2 separate regions of the Mus musculus genome follow, and region 2 is linked to region 1. A link is a contact called in public promoter capture Hi-C data. All regions are on one chromosome and are shown on one strand. Each heading gives the region's core, a stretch centred on a gene start, on an enhancer-like site or on the middle of the called end of the contact. The rest is flanking DNA. Distances are from core to core; before and after follow the strand shown.

Region 1 (3,815 bases), core at 949-3,448:
GCAAACAAGATGGCGTCTTTGCATGGCACTGCAGCCAAGAACAGGGATTGAGTGTGGGTGCCTTAAATGCTTTGGAATCTTTGCCCAAGTCCAGCTGTGCAAACAGCTGAGACTGCCCAGAAGTTTACAGTGCTGAAGCTGGACTGCCTAACACCTGACACTCTACTCTAATACATGTTTTCAAGGACCAATACGGACTGTGCTTTATTAGAGTGCTTTGATGGTTAGCTGTACACACAACTTAATTCATCCAAAACACTGGCAATCTGGTTTATAAACAAATGTTTATTTTTAAAAGGCATAGAAGATCCTGTGGTACAGACAGGATTACCAAATGTGCCCACCCAGAACAAAATTGGCAGACATGTCACTTAGGATATTTGCTTTCAGGCCGGCTGGAGACTCCTCTGGGAATATAGCCTGCAAAAGAGCTGAATTTCAGAATCACTCCTGCCTGGATCAATGGCATTTAGAACATTTAATGATATCTTCAGAAAACCATAGGCTCACCACTACCAATCTGCCGGTAATTCCAGCTATTTTAGGTGATATCATCATTTGATATCTCTCAGAGTAATAACAGATAGTCACTGTACAGACCAACTCACCTCTGCTGCTGCCAGCACAGATCTGCAGTCCTGCGTCCGTTCTGAGAACTTGAAAGGGGACACCCTAAAATGGATTGCAGAAAACAGGACATTATATATAACAGCCTTGCAAAATCAATGGCTGCCCTCCCACCCTGGCTTTTCTCTTTTGGATTTCTTTGTAGCCCTGGCTCACTACTGTAGACGAGGCTGGCCTGAACTCTGCCTGCCTCTTCTCAAGAAAGCTACAGTTCTTAACACATCCTAGACCTAAAAGGGAAGTATTTTTCAAATTACTAAAATACATTTACAACTAGCCAAACCAGCCCAACTGGGTTCAATTGTAAGACCACATTAACTGAAAATTTTAAGACCCAAGTTAATGGACTAGAAGGTCTAAGTTCTTAGAAGACCAGGTTTGACTGCCAGCACTAATTGTGGCTCACAACCACCTAAGTCCGGTGCCATTTTTTTCTAGCATCAAGACAGCAAACACACACAAAAATGGCTCTATAGGGGGCTGGAGATGGCTCTGTGGTTAAGAGCACCGACTGCTCTTCGGAAGGTCCGGAGTTCAAATCCCAGCAACCACATGGTGGCTCACAACCATCCGTAATGAGATCTGATGCCCTCTTCTGGTGCATCTGAAAACAGCTACAGCGTACTTAGATATGATAAATCTTAAAAAAAAAATGGCTCTACAGTAAGAGCTGTGCACTGTTGCCTTACTTAACCACCCCCATCAGCTACAACCAGTATTGAGTACAGGCAAAACTGATGCTCATACATGAACACTCTAGCTCAAATCAAAACGGTCTAAAATCCCAAGCTGAAAGCTTACCTCATGGGAGGCCACAGCTGTTGGCAATCTTCCACTCTTAAATCCCCAACCTAGAAGTACAGCAGTTGTTAAAAGTCCAGCCCAAGTTAAACCTAAACCCCAGCCACCGGTGTGGGCTTGACTGCAGTCAGCCAGGAGCAGTTATCGTCAGTTATCGACTCTGACGGCACTTCCTACTTAGTCATCTCATCACAGCAGTCAAGCTTTCTGCTGTCCTCCAACTAGTAGTTCCAGCCACTAAATGGAGACACGTCTTAAATTTATGTATGTGCCCACATGGGCCAGGGTATGTTGGGAGTCCCTGGAGCGAAAGCTACACAGCCTCTTGTCTATGAACCCCACCTGATACTCCAGAAACCCTTACCTCATGGTGGGATGATACTGCTCCTATTCCACGTTGTCAACGTCCCGTCTGAAAGGTTAGAAGAGTAAGAGTCATGAGGGGCAATTAGAACACTTGTGTTCAGCACTGGGTCGCCGAGGCTTAAACGACTGCAGTCAGCTAACTAGGGATGTCGTCAGTTGTCGCATCGGACGGCACTTCCTTTTTTTTCTAGTTTCATCATCATTGCAGCCGACACCCCGCCCACGCGCGGCGCCCCGCGATGCAGACCTCGACTTACCAGGCTCCCCTAGATCTGTGCAGCGCACAAGGCGGAGCTGAGAGGCTGGGCCCGGGCTCAGCATCGCTCCAGACCGTCACCAGCAGGCCACGGCGAAGGGACCAGCTCAACGAGCGAGAAGAGCACGATCCCATGATGGCCGCAGAGAAAGACGGCGCGTGAGCGCCCTCCTCTTAAGGGCTAGGAATAGACCACTCCTCACCCCAGGGAGGTGAGGGCGGCAAAGGCTCACGGGAACTTCCAGCGGCCCGCCTCGCGACCCAGGCCTCCCCCGTTCTGTTGAGCGAGTGGTCTCCCCCGCCCCGGGGGATTCTGGGTAGCGAAGAGCGCGCGAGCTCCAGCGCGCCTGCGTGTTGGGTTAAGCGCGGACTCGACATCCTTTCCGCGGTTTTCCGTCCTCGTTGTCTTCCCTGACTTATTAGTCCTTTGTGAACGTGTGTAGTGTGTGAAATGTGTAGTCAGACCTGACAGTGCAGGCCTGTAATCGTAATCGATTAGGAACCCGACGCAAGAATTCGAGTCCAGCCTGGGCAATTTAATGAGCCCCTGTCTCTATTTTAAATTTAAAAAAAAAAAAAAAAAAGCGGGCCTATATAATCTAACTGGGTGGTGGAGAGCCTGGCTCATCTACGCTAACACACACGAAACCGCGTTCAAAGACAAACGCTGTTACAAAAGTGTAATGATTGGGGCCGTTCTGCACCCCATTATTTTTACAACATATCCACGGAGTCTCTCAAGGCCCTATGCAGACGGCCCTCATCACATTCCTTAGAGAACTGTAGAATCAAGAAGAGCTCTTGATCCATTTCCATTGCCCCCTGCTCTTTCCACTTCTGACTGGAGAGACTTGCATCGGGCATAGGTAATAGAAAACTGCTAATGCTATGCCTTCAGTATATGAGTATGTTTGATTTTCTCAAGGGTTGGGGATGCAGTGTTTCCCTAGCAAACATGAAGTTCTGAGCTCCATCCCCAGCACCTCATAAACTGGACATTGTGACAAACTCCCAAGCTCTGGGTATGTGGAGGCAGCAGAATCAGAAGTTCAAGGTCATCTTCAGCTATGAGGTCAGCCTGGGATATGTGAACCTGAAGACTAGAGTAGGGTTCTTGTGAGTTCAAGACCAGCCTGGCCTACGGAATGAAATCCTGTCTCAAAACACCTCAGTGCAAAATCTGTTGAGCTAGTATATATGATATGCTGGGTTCTACCCAGCAACACACACATAAGTGCTTGCATGCACTTCTTATGCAAATAGGCTGAGGAGGCAACTCATTTTGACAGAACTAGACAGGTGGTCATGAGACTGCAATCTTGGTGGTCTGAGGAATAAACAGAATTTTGATGGAGGGAGGGAAGTCCAGGCCAAAACATTCTTAAAGGGAATAAGATAATTTCCCTTGGAGCCAAATATGCTTGACCATGGCCAGGAACACAAGATTCATGGGTCCCCAAATACCATGTTCTATATTGGAAGTGTCTTGGGTTTTTGTTTGCTTGGTTGGTTGGTTGGTTTTGGTTTGGTGCCGTTTTCGAGACAGGTGCTGTTTTCTGTGTAGCACTGGCGGTCCTGGAACTTGCTCTGTAGACTAGGCTGATCTTGAACCTGGAGATCTGCCTGCCTCTGCCTCTCGAGTGCTGGGATTACAGGCATGTGCCACCACCATTGCCTAACTTGTTACAGAACAAGGAAAGTCATTTGGTGGGGACCTCAATTGGCAAGTTACAGTAAAGATGAGGACTCTGTTGTAGGTTTCAGG
Region 2 (3,815 bases), core at 840-3,339, 5.0 Mb before region 1:
GACCAGATGGCCTGTGAGGGCTTATTTTGAACAGATATCATCGAATGCTCAATGATTCTAAATGCTAGTATATCTGTTTTAAGGATGTGCCATTTATGTAGAGAAGGGAGGGGAGTCATATTCATGTACAGACATGTGACTCAGAAGCCTGGTCCTCTTCGTAAACGCTGCCAGTGCCCAGCCTCTTAGGATTGCATCTGTCACTACACTGAGTTTTGTCTTAATAGACCCTTCACTGTGAAAGCCACTTTCAAGGACCCAGAGCTGTCTGTCCTGAAACCTGTTTTCCCAGCTGGTATCCCGGGCTTCTGTCTCTGTTCCTGTCAATGTGTCACTAGAAGCCAGAGTCACACACCAGGCGGGTTCCAGTAGAGCCTGTCACCTAAGTAATAAGTATATCCACTTCACCACTATACCCTAGACACACAGTCCATTTCAACTTAGGCACACCCCAGCAATGGACCTGCACCTCCACGTGTCCCACATTGCTACAAGCTGGCCTTGAACCCTTCCTTGCTCTCAGGATACGAGTGTGCATGTTCTCTGCGGATCCTCCCTTCCTCCTCAGGGCTGATCAGGCCCAGCAGCATCTCCATAGCTTGCCGTAGTCCAATCTTGAGCATTCCTCACTTGGTTATAACATGATGGTCTAGCCTGTGGTCCTTCCAGCAGTAACTCTCCAAGGGTGGTCCTCTGAACCAGCATCACACGTGTCCTTTGGGAGATAACTAAAAATGTAGAATCCCAGTCTTGGCCCAGCACTACATCTGTGGGTCTAAGCCCCCCTGGACCATTCAGACACCGGTTTATTATTACAAAACTTCCGTATACATATTCTTGGGAGGTCAAGGGTCCCAGTTAGAGGATACTCTTGGGTAGCAAGCATTATTGTCTTCTCCTGGTCCCAGTTCAAGCTTCTGGGAAGGAATGTTCAAATCAGGGGTGCTTGGTGGCCTAGCAAGGTGGAGGAAGATTCCATGAAGGATCTGAGTAGCCTTGCCTTGTGAACTGGACCTCACAGCCACAGAGAACCTTAGCAGTGGGAAGGGGGATGCCATACAAAGCCTAGGCTAAAGGGCAGATCATAGGAAAGGCGACCATCCAGGCTCAGAGGTCAGCAAAACAAGGTTTTCTATCCCCACTATCTCAGAAAAGCTTCCACTGACAAACTGAGAGGAGGCATGTGCCAATCTGGAAACCGAGTTAGATGTCACTGCTGCCTAACTACCATCTGGGGAGCGGAGACACCCAAAGGCTCCCTTTACCTTCCCCTAATGCAGAGATTCACTGTTCTTCCCTAGATCTTGCACCTCAGAACTTTCCCGGTAAATCTGGGGCATGGGGGAGATGCCAGATGGGCAGGAAGAAGCCATGCTTTATATTTAGAAAAATATAATATATAATATATATAGAAAAAGAAGAATGGTACAAAGGTATAAATAAGTCCACAGTGGCTCTCTTCTCCATCACATGCCTTTAACTACCTGTCTCAGGTGAGCCTTCCCACTCCAAACACTCCTCTCCCATCTTTCCACACAACTCCTCACCCCACCCCACCCCCACCCATCGTTTACTCTCTGCCCATACCTCCTCTTTCTGCTCTTGTCTTGGGCACATATGCCCTCTTGGCACAGGGTCCACAGAACTTCCAGACTCACCAAGTACTATCCAATCTCACAGGGTCTTCAGAATCTCCTCTCTGCACTATGAAAGGCATTTTCACAACAGACAGAGAGGGTAGGTCAAGCATACTTCTGCAGGAGTGGTTCTTACCATGAGTGCTCAGCTGGTCCTTAAGGGCAGTTGCTATGGAAGAGATGCCAGGGCTGGTCTGAAGCCCCAGGCTCAGGACTGGGCTCCAGGCAACTTGTTCTGCATGGCACCTTCTGAGGAAAGTGTGGCTGAAGCAAGCAGCTGCCCCGGGGCCAGTGCGCTGAGCACCCTGGGGGATGTTCCTGTGGCTTTTCTCATCACTGACATCTCTGTTCTTTCACAAAGAACCCACTACATTGCACAGTTCCTCCCAAATCTGCTCCCGTGCCTGTTGGGAAATCAACAGCCCATGCAGGCCTTTCCAGATACAATTTCTAGAGGACTTCCCCTCCCACCCCCTTTCTCAGCCTAAAAAAAAATTGGCTTAGGTCAGAGCATACAATAGCCAAGCCTGTGTCACTGACCAGATGACTCCCACCCCAAGGCCTATGAACAAGGGCACCTTTGTCTACTGCATTTTAGACAGGACTCCCTGGGCCTGCCTTATCCCTGCTGGGAGAAGTTTCAGCCAACTTCTTCCCAAACCTAAGTCAGGGCTCTGGCTTGGGCCTGGCTCCAGCTGTGTGAATCCAAGGTCTGATAAAAGCCAGTATGAAAAGAGTGGAGAATTTCCAGAAAGAACGATTGTGTGAAACTAATCTCTGGCCTTGGCTTTCAATCTATGCTCACTATCTATCACCAAAGGCTGTAAGTAAAGACAGGGCTGGACCCAAGAGCAATGCTGTATCTACTACCAGTTATATAGGTTAGGTAGGGGCCTGGATCCCCAGTGAATCTGATGTCCTGTTTAAAAGCTTTCTGGAAGCTGGGGAGTCAGTTCTGTGGGGAGAATGTTTGTTGAGCTAGCATGAGAACCTAAATTCAGATCCCCAGAACACAAGAAAACCAGATATCCACAGTAGAATATGTCCATAACCACAGAGGTTTTAGGTAAGACAGAAGATAGGCAGGAAATCTGGAAGCTCCTGGAAGCTCGTGGGCCAGGTAGCCTGAGGTGTGGAAGGACAAACAAGAGATATCATCTCAAAGGAGGTGAAAGGCAAAGATTCGCAGCTGAGATAGGCATGCCATGACACACAGATGGCTGTGTTCACACATGCACACACACACATATGTGCACATACAGATGTACACACAGATAGACAAATAAACAAACAGAGGCCTTCTGGAGCCATTAAAGTTTTAGCACTCAGATTGTATATTTCTGTTTACTTTCTGTTACAAACTCTGGGATTTTAGCAACTGATTGCTTTTTGTGTGTGTGCTAGGACTCGAACTCAGGGCCTTCTGTATGCTAGATGAGCATTCTACCAAGAGGCTGCAGTCCCTGACTGGTTCTTTATATAGGATTATGTAAATCAGGTTACCACCCAGCAATGGAGTCAGTCCAGGGTCTCAGTGGTGCTGCTGTTACACTGCTCTGAGGTCTCAGACAAGGCAGGCAGGCTTCAGGTTTTTCCCAGAGGTTAAGTAGAGACACTTGAGTATCTTTCTAAATGGATGCGAAGGGAAAAATAAAACAGCACTTGGTGCAGTGAGGACACTGCGCACACTCGGTAAGAGCTGCTGCCGTGTTTTTATTCTCACAGTGGCTCAAAGTGTGGGAGACAGGCAGCTGTCCCCGAGCACAAGACAAAGTCTACATTTGATAACAAAAAGCAAATAAGCCGAGTGAAAAATCAGCACAGGTCATCCTTCCAAAGTTATAACATGGCCTGTAAGGAGACAAAAAGATGCTCAACATCATGGAAATATTAGGGAAATGCAAACCAAAACTACAGGAGTTATCACCTGCATCACTTGGGTTCTGGATACACACCCCAAAGAGTTGAAAGCAATGTTTTGAAGAGATATTTATACATTCTTATTCGTGACAAAAATAATCCAAGTGTCCCTTAATGGATAAATGTATAAACAACAACAAAATGTTGTTTAGGTCCTGGGGAGATGGTTTAGTGGTCAGTGTACCTGTTGTGCGATCATGTGGACCTGAGTTTGGGTTCCCAGCACTCATACGAAAAGCCAGGCATGGTCACGTATGT

What was found. Promoter capture Hi-C pulls out the DNA fragments that hold promoters and counts their contacts.
Region 2: a contact with region 1 is called in a promoter capture Hi-C map of pre-B cells, with 2.6 times the contacts expected there. The contact joins the promoter of Gas7 here to the promoter of 2410006H16Rik in region 1.

Annotation. Positions count from the first base shown.
Region 1 is chr11:62,601,260-62,605,074 of GRCm38.p6, reverse strand. It overlaps 2410006H16Rik (RIKEN cDNA 2410006H16 gene), which reads right to left and starts at 2,198. Exons shown (of 5, transcript NR_030738.1): 1 at 2,052-2,198; 2 at 1,793-1,840; 3 at 1,429-1,478; 4 at 609-672; 5 at 269-420. Snord49b (small nucleolar RNA, C/D box 49B) reads right to left here and starts at 1,989; the gene lies at 1,927-1,989. Snord49a (small nucleolar RNA, C/D box 49A) reads right to left here and starts at 1,615; the gene lies at 1,554-1,615. It overlaps Lrrc75a (leucine rich repeat containing 75A), which reads left to right. Exons shown (of 4, transcript NM_198861.1): 4 at 1-191. It also overlaps Snord65.
Region 2 is chr11:67,584,774-67,588,588 of GRCm38.p6, reverse strand. Gas7 (growth arrest specific 7) reads right to left here and starts at 2,089. Exons shown (of 14, transcript NM_001109657.3): 1 at 1,774-2,089. The coding sequence starts at 1,776.